2 separate regions of the Gossypium hirsutum genome follow, and region 1 is linked to region 2. A link is a contact called in public Hi-C data. All regions are on one chromosome and are shown on one strand. The core of a region is the stretch at or near the end of the contact, and the rest is flanking DNA. Distances in the headings are between cores, read along the strand shown. Region 1 holds the start of LOC107929403 (homeobox-leucine zipper protein HAT4-like). Region 2 holds the start of LOC107939539 (nudix hydrolase 8).

Evidence for each region. Hi-C and Micro-C count contacts between places; a contact is called where the count stands out from the background.
Region 1: a Hi-C map of callus shows a contact between it and region 2, with 2.0 times the contacts expected there. The contact joins the promoter of LOC107929403 here to the promoter of LOC107939539 in region 2. A contact is called at or near these places in 2 of 34 Hi-C or Micro-C datasets (callus and leaf).

Annotation. Positions count from the first base shown.
Region 1 is chrA08:114,427,185-114,430,714 of Gossypium_hirsutum_v2.1, forward strand. It overlaps LOC107929403 (homeobox-leucine zipper protein HAT4-like), which reads right to left and starts at 1,878. Exons shown (of 4, transcript NM_001327301.1): 1 at 1,698-1,878; 2 at 1,099-1,412; 3 at 890-969; 4 at 467-794. The coding sequence starts at 1,878. The coding sequence ends at 467.
Region 2 is chrA08:114,294,749-114,298,395 of Gossypium_hirsutum_v2.1, forward strand. LOC107939539 (nudix hydrolase 8) reads left to right here and starts at 1,726. Exons shown (of 9, transcript XM_016872883.2): 1 at 1,726-2,411; 2 at 2,600-2,874; 3 at 3,124-3,189; 4 at 3,493-3,630. The coding sequence starts at 2,273.

The sequences.
Region 1 (3,530 bases), core at 628-3,127, 130 kb after region 2:
TCCTCCAATGTCCTTGAAACGGACTTTCTTAATGTTCCCATCTTCCAAAGAGAGACTCACAGCTTAGCCCAAATTCTCCCCTTTTAGTTGTTTTTTAAGGCACCTTGTAACTTGAATTGGAATTTGGAACACAAGATTAGCTTTCAAGTTCAGTCAAATTTAATAATTAAACATACCAAGGAAGAGGTCATTTAATTAGGCATCATCGATTAACATTAAAAAAAATTAAACTAATTGAATATGTTAACATTAAACAGGGATTAGATTTAGGTGGGTCCAATAATACAAAACATGATGTCCCACCAAAATCACATTCTAACCACCATATCTTAGACCTTAAAGAGCTTTGAACATGGGATTGGTACGATGCTCTAAAAAGCACTAAATATTCTCCGTACTCAATTTGTGATGCTTCTTTTTTTTTTTAAACATTTGACAAAAACGCCCTTGAGCATTGGTTGAAAAATTACGATCGAAGCCGAAGAGCATCCAACGGTCCATGAGGGATTGGGGCAGCAGCCGGAGCCCAAGGGTTGATGGGGATGGCCCTGTGGTGGTTCTGGGGTAGCTGATGATGGGATCTTGGATCAACGGTGGATGATGCACCTACTCTCTCACACGATGGGCACATGGTGAGGGTCGTAGGTGGGGTCATTTGCATGTAGAACTGAGGAGAAAGTTTCAGTGCTCTCAGCTCCTGAACTTCCTTCTGCAACCGCCTGTTTTCCTCCGTCAGATTCTCACAGCATCTCTTTAGGAACTCACAGTCAACCTCAGTTTGCTTCAGCTTGGTCCTGCAAAAAGAATTTTAAGAAGTCCAGTATTTAGTAAATAATGTTACACCAGAAGGACATAACAGTAAATTTACTAACAAGGCAAATCGTTCTACCTCGCCCTTCTGTTTTGGAACCAAACTTCAACTTGTCTGGGTCGCAATCCCAGCTGCTTAGCCAAAGCCATCTTTTGTTTCTGTAAAGATACAAAACAGCCATCGTTTTATTAGCTTATTTACCAAAAAAACCACTCCAAATATTTTCTGTTTGGTTACTAAGAAAACAGTTATATTATAACATCAAAGCTTGCGTTGGAATTACTTACTGGGTTCAGAGTGTTGTTTTCTTTAAAGCTTTCTTCAAGAATAGCAGACTGATCCTTCGAAAGCCTAAGTTTTTTTCTCGAAGCGTCACCATCTTCCTCATCACTGATGCCACGAGAACAAGCTCTTTCAATATCAAGCTCATCTCCATTAGTGCCTTCCCTTTCGCTCCTTTTCCCACTCACACTCGATATCGTGCTGTTCGGAGATGAAACTCCAGCTGCTTCTTCGCAATCGACCGTAGATGGCAATCTGTTCACGTCGATTCCTCTAAGAAATGATCTAGTCTCGCCTCGGAAAGATTCTGCGTTAGGATCTGCATGCAAATACTGTACTTTTTCAGAAAAAAATGGAAACTTTATCTGATTATTGAAGAAAAGAAAAAGAATTTTCAGGCTTAGATCTAGAAAAAAGTAGCAGATTTTAGGGTGGGGGTCTGCATGTGAAAACGATTGTCAAAAAAGCTACTTCAAGCATGAGGAAAATATTTTGGTTGGGTGACAGTAGAGCATTGAAGGACGCAAAGAAATTGATTTCTTTAAGGTTTGTTTGGTTCTCGGGAAACCAAAGGGGAAAAAAAGAAGAGAGTTAAGAAACAAACCTGAAGGAGCAGAAACATCGTTCCATAATGATTTGTGAATGGCTGTAAACCCAGAAGGGACCGAAGAGCAAGAATCAACGGAGGAAGGAATCAAAGAAGGCCTTAGATTCAGCTGCAAGGAGTGGCGATTCTGAGGAAAACCCAAACTGAGACTCAAACCCAGATCTTCTTTTCCCACCATCGTTTTAGATTATTTTCTCTTTTGCCAAACAAAGCTTCTTTCTTCTTTTCCCTGTATGAAAAAGGGTGAGAAACAGAGAGAAAAAAAGGAAAGGAAAAGACTTGGGCTTTGATAAGGGGGAGAGAGAGGGGGGGGGGGAAGGGAGGTGATGATGGGTTGGGGATGTGAGAAAGGGGGGTATTATATAGAAAGCTAAAGAATGGAGTGCAAGTGAAAGTTCGATGATGACTTGCTGTCATTGAGGAGGCCAATTATCTCAATCATGGCAATTTGCTCCCCAAAATAATACCTACCCCTTCCCCCTATGCTCCTTTGTCTCACTTTTAACCTTTTTTAACCATTTACCTTTCTAAATGCTCTTTATTATATAAACGTTTTGCATATTGTCTCATTAATAAGTAAATAAAGATATTGTGAAATTCATCATTCTTAATGTTTGCTTTTATATATTGTCTAATCTTTGACTTGTTACTTAATTATCTGCTTACCTAATTTACACCCAAATTAACTTTCCATTTCGTTTCTAACGGGGGTGGCATTTACCACGCTTTGGTGGCCAATTAAAATCTTGACCAATAAATGCATTAATAAAGGCATGATTCACAACTTTTGAGTATTATAAATGTAGCAATCTCCTTTTAATTCAATTTAAAATTCATTTATTATTTTCAATACAAAAATCATAGTTTTTTTTTTAGATAATACTCATATTCCATTAAAAAAGATTAAAAATCATAGGTGCTCTTTTCTCATCATACACTCCATCTTTCTATTTTACTAATGCTTAAGTTAAATTAAAATTGAATAGTTGTTCCTAAACTATTGATTGTTGTTAATTCCAAGTGTATCAACTATTAGATAAGTTTTTGAGGTTTTTTTATAAAGCAGAGGGATTAAATAGAGTTAACCTTATCTTAATTTTGGTAAATTTGATTAAGTCTAAATACAATAGGACACTTAATACATTTGCATGCTCAAAATATGTTCATGACTATTAAGGTGATTACTAAAACTTATTTTTGACACTTGATTGTTTTTTTTCTAAGTCCTCCAAAATTAAGATTTCGTTTATTAATAATAATATTTCTGTGGTTATGAGTACAGCTTAAGACGTGACTAATTGAGTAATCGGGGTAAGGTGCTTGGGTTGTCATTTTAGTTCGCATCAAAAGGTTGTGTGACGTGTTAGGTAAAACTCCGCTAACCGGAATTAATTTCTAAGAATGTGTTGGGCTGAGTAACCGAAATGAGGTACTTCGCTGTCATCTCTCTTCGCGTCAAAAGGTTCGATATGTTATTAGGAATAATAAAATTAGGAATGTGCTGGGCTGAGTAACCAGGGTGGGGTGCTTGGGTTGTCATCTCTTTTCGTGTCAAAAGGTTCAGTATATTGCTAAGTGAAAGTAAATAAATAAATTTGAAATATTAAAAAAAAGATGCATTAATAAAATTTGGATACTAAAGGGAGAACTAAATAAGATGTCTTGATAGGTTTGGTAAATTACCTAATTTTCAAGAAATAATCCAAGTTAGTCCTAATTTTTGTGTGTGTTAATTGGAACACTTTTTCAATTTTACTTAAATCAAGCTAAGGGTTCTCTTTATTTTTCGAATGAATTTTGACTAATTTTTATAAAACTTTGGAGTAGAAT
Region 2 (3,647 bases), core at 476-2,975:
AAAAAAATACATGATCACTTAATCAAATACCATCGTTGGATTAATAAAAGAAAACTTTAATTAATTTTAAACACATGTAAAACACATATTAGAGCTCACATCTATTAAATTTAGCTTGAATAAAATGTTGATATACGTAATTCTTTTACTATTAATTTTATATTTTGGTATAGTGGAAAACAGTTAGGTGAGGTGGTTGGGTCCATTCACATACGCAATGAATTAAACGTGATAAATGTGAACCCTTCCCTTTGTAGTTTTCTAAAACAAATTACTGTGTAAATTATTTAAAAAACATTGAAAAATCTTAATAACATAAGTAATTAGTAGGTTTAAATACTTTGAAGTTTACAAACTTTAATTTTTTTCAAGGCGATTAATGTAAAGATCATTGATGGATTAAGGAAAAAAGCATTGTTATTATGAGATTGATTTTGGTAGCCGTCACTATCATTCATTACAAGTGGGCTTCAACACAATTCATCATGCAAAGTATTATATGGGTCCCTCACTTATTTCATAATTAAATAAACTATCCTTACTGTTCATATTTGAATCCTTATTTTCCAAATAATAGAATTAGGTTGCTAAGAAATCTAGCACTGTTCCCTTAGATAAATAAAGATTATCAATTAGACGGGTGTGATGAGTCATTTCATCACAAATTCTGATGGCTAAATAGAGTGTACTTCTCTACTATAATGTTTCCTGCAGTATGGGATCAAAACCTTTTCGAGCAGCACCAGAAAAACAAGTGTCCAGCAGTTCTCTCAAAAGCCTCGACCAGACATCAGAAACTCACGTGTGGTAATGCTATCCACGCAATTTTTACTCACTAAACCAAAAAATAATTAAAAATAAAAAGAATGCTACTTCGATAGTTTCACACGCGTGAGAAGGGTGTGCATACCACGCGACAATATAACGCTGTACAAATTTTTTCGATTTAAGGAATATTGTATTAAAATGAAAGATATATACTTTAAATTATATCAAGTGTATAGTTTTTTTTTTAAAAGATTATAAGTCAAATAATGTTTCATATTAAAGAGTTCGCAAATTGTCTACAATTTTTATTTATCGCACCATTCTCTCTAATTGTATTATATCCTACGATATGATGTAAATTTTTTTTTCTATTTACATAATTAACATCGATCTTATAATATTTGAGTTCATAGTCTAAATAGTCTTTAGCTTTAATTATAAAAATTTCTATAAATTTAATTTGAAGAAAATTTTATACTAAATTATATCACTTTTTATAATATCTAAATTTAATAAAAATTAATATAAAATTTAAAATATATAATCTTTATTAATTTTTTTTATAAATTGTCTAAAACTTTCATAATATTTTTTATAAATAAATTATGATAAAAAACAATAATACTTTTTATGAATAAATATATTATTTTTATAATATATAACATGAACATATAAATATGTTATATGAATAAATTTTTAGTCATAATCTTTTATAAATAAATATATTATAAATATAATTTATTTTTTATAATAACTTTTTACTATAACCATTCTAAAAATGAATAAGTATTTATACTTATAATATAATTTTTTTAATTTATATAAAAAATAATTTTAAAAATTGAATTTCGAATCTCCCCTTCAGCTAAGAGTCGAAAAATATAATTAAGGGATGCTCCAATTTAGTGGGAGCCACAATTAAAATAGCTACCAAACAAATCAGTTCCCAAGTTCCCTCTTTTTTCTTTCATTTCAGCCGTGAATGAATTGCAGATCTTCATATATATAAAGTTGGCTCTTTCTTTTTGATTGTGATCCATCACCCAACACCCATTTCTCACCACAGCTTCACCAAACACATCACTCTTAACTTTTTTTAACTTTATTCATTTTGTTTTGCTAATTTAGGTAAAGATTATATAGGCTTACTCATGGCTTACGAGGCTTGTCTCCAGCATTAAACCTTGTTCCAAGGATTCTCTTCATCAAGCTTCATGTGTTTGTTTGTTTGTTTGTTTTCCCCCCTCTCACTACATTTTCAAAGTGGTGTTTTAATTTCTCAAGCAATCTCTTTGGCCAATCCGTTGTCTTTGGCAACGTTAAATTCTATAAATCTTTCTTGTTTTCTGGAATCAAAATTATTCTGATAGTTACAATCGTTTTGTTTTTATATATGTCAGGATAATTTATATGTATTATGCAGTTAGGGTATCGTTAAACCAGTGGGGGTTTAGGTCAGGGTTGGTGTTTAAAAGTCGTTTGAGAGTTTCGCATACTGACATAAATGGAGTGCAGCTTTTTTAGTTCAAAGTATATGCCAATGTCTGAGATAGCACGTCTTGAAAGGACAAATTCAAGCCAGTTTTCGAGTTTCAGGCCATTGGTTGAAGTTAAATCCACCCCACACTTCAGTTCTTGCAGAGGTAATTTTAAATTCTTATACTTTTAATTAGAAGGGCCTGGCAGGTTATGTTCAGTCAATTCAATTTTTGTCCGATTCCTGATGTAAAACAGAACATAAAGTTGAGGATTAGTTGTCCTGTTTTGATTCTGTTTCATGTAGGGAAATGATTAGCTTAAGATGCCATTGATTGGAAAGTAATGATTTCAGGTATATCTCCGAAGGCTTCTCATTCAAGTACTCCGAACTACAGTTATGTGCCAAAGCAAGCTGTCAGTTCAGTTGATGAAGAAAAACTTGGAGCAGGAAATTTATTATATCAGATTAATGGCACAAATTCAAGTTTGTTTTCGAGGAATTTGAGAATATTGGATTCTTTTGATGATGAATATGGTGGAGTCATTGTTGATTCAGAAAGATTACCAGCTAATTCAACTGTCTTTGCTTCCATGCTTAGTTTCTCAATTTCTCACTGGAAATCAAAGGTGATATAAATCTCTGTCTGTGCTTTGTTTTCTTTGCCTCCCAAGTCTTTAACCATAGTGCTTCCCTGTATTTATATTGTGACGGGTATGTCACAACCTTTGGTGACAAAACCTCGAGAGACATGTAGGTATTTAAGAAGGACAATTTTTAGGTGAAGTCATGACATAAAAATGCAACTTTTTATTATCAAGAGATGGCCGGACAGCAGTAAGTTTAGGATATTACTGATCTTAATTCATTATCTGCAGGGAAAGAAGGGAATTTGGCTGAAGTTGCCAGTGGAAAAATCAGATCTTGTTCCAGTTGCTATCAAGGTATCTTCCAGACATTAAAACATGGCACAAATGTTTCACTGGCTTCACTAAACCTATGTTATCCAGACTTGAGTGCTCATGAACTACATATAAGTCTTATATGGTTTCATACCTTATAAATGTTGGATACTGATACTTTTAGAGAAAATAGAGAGATTGGAAGTAGATGAGAACTTAAGCGGTTGACAATTAGCACTTAAGTTGGATGAATTGACAAAAAGTTGAGGGAAAGAAGGTGAAACTGGAGAAACATTTTGCCTATATTTTGCATTCAATTCACTCTTTCAATAATCTTCGATGCAGGAAGGGTTTGAATATCACCATGCAGAGAGAGGATACGTAATGTTAACTTACTGGCTACCTGAAGGACCCAGCATGCTTCCTGCCAATGCTTCACATCAAGTAGGCGTTGGAGGATTTGTCATCAATGACAAAAACGAGGTACCATATCACTTGCG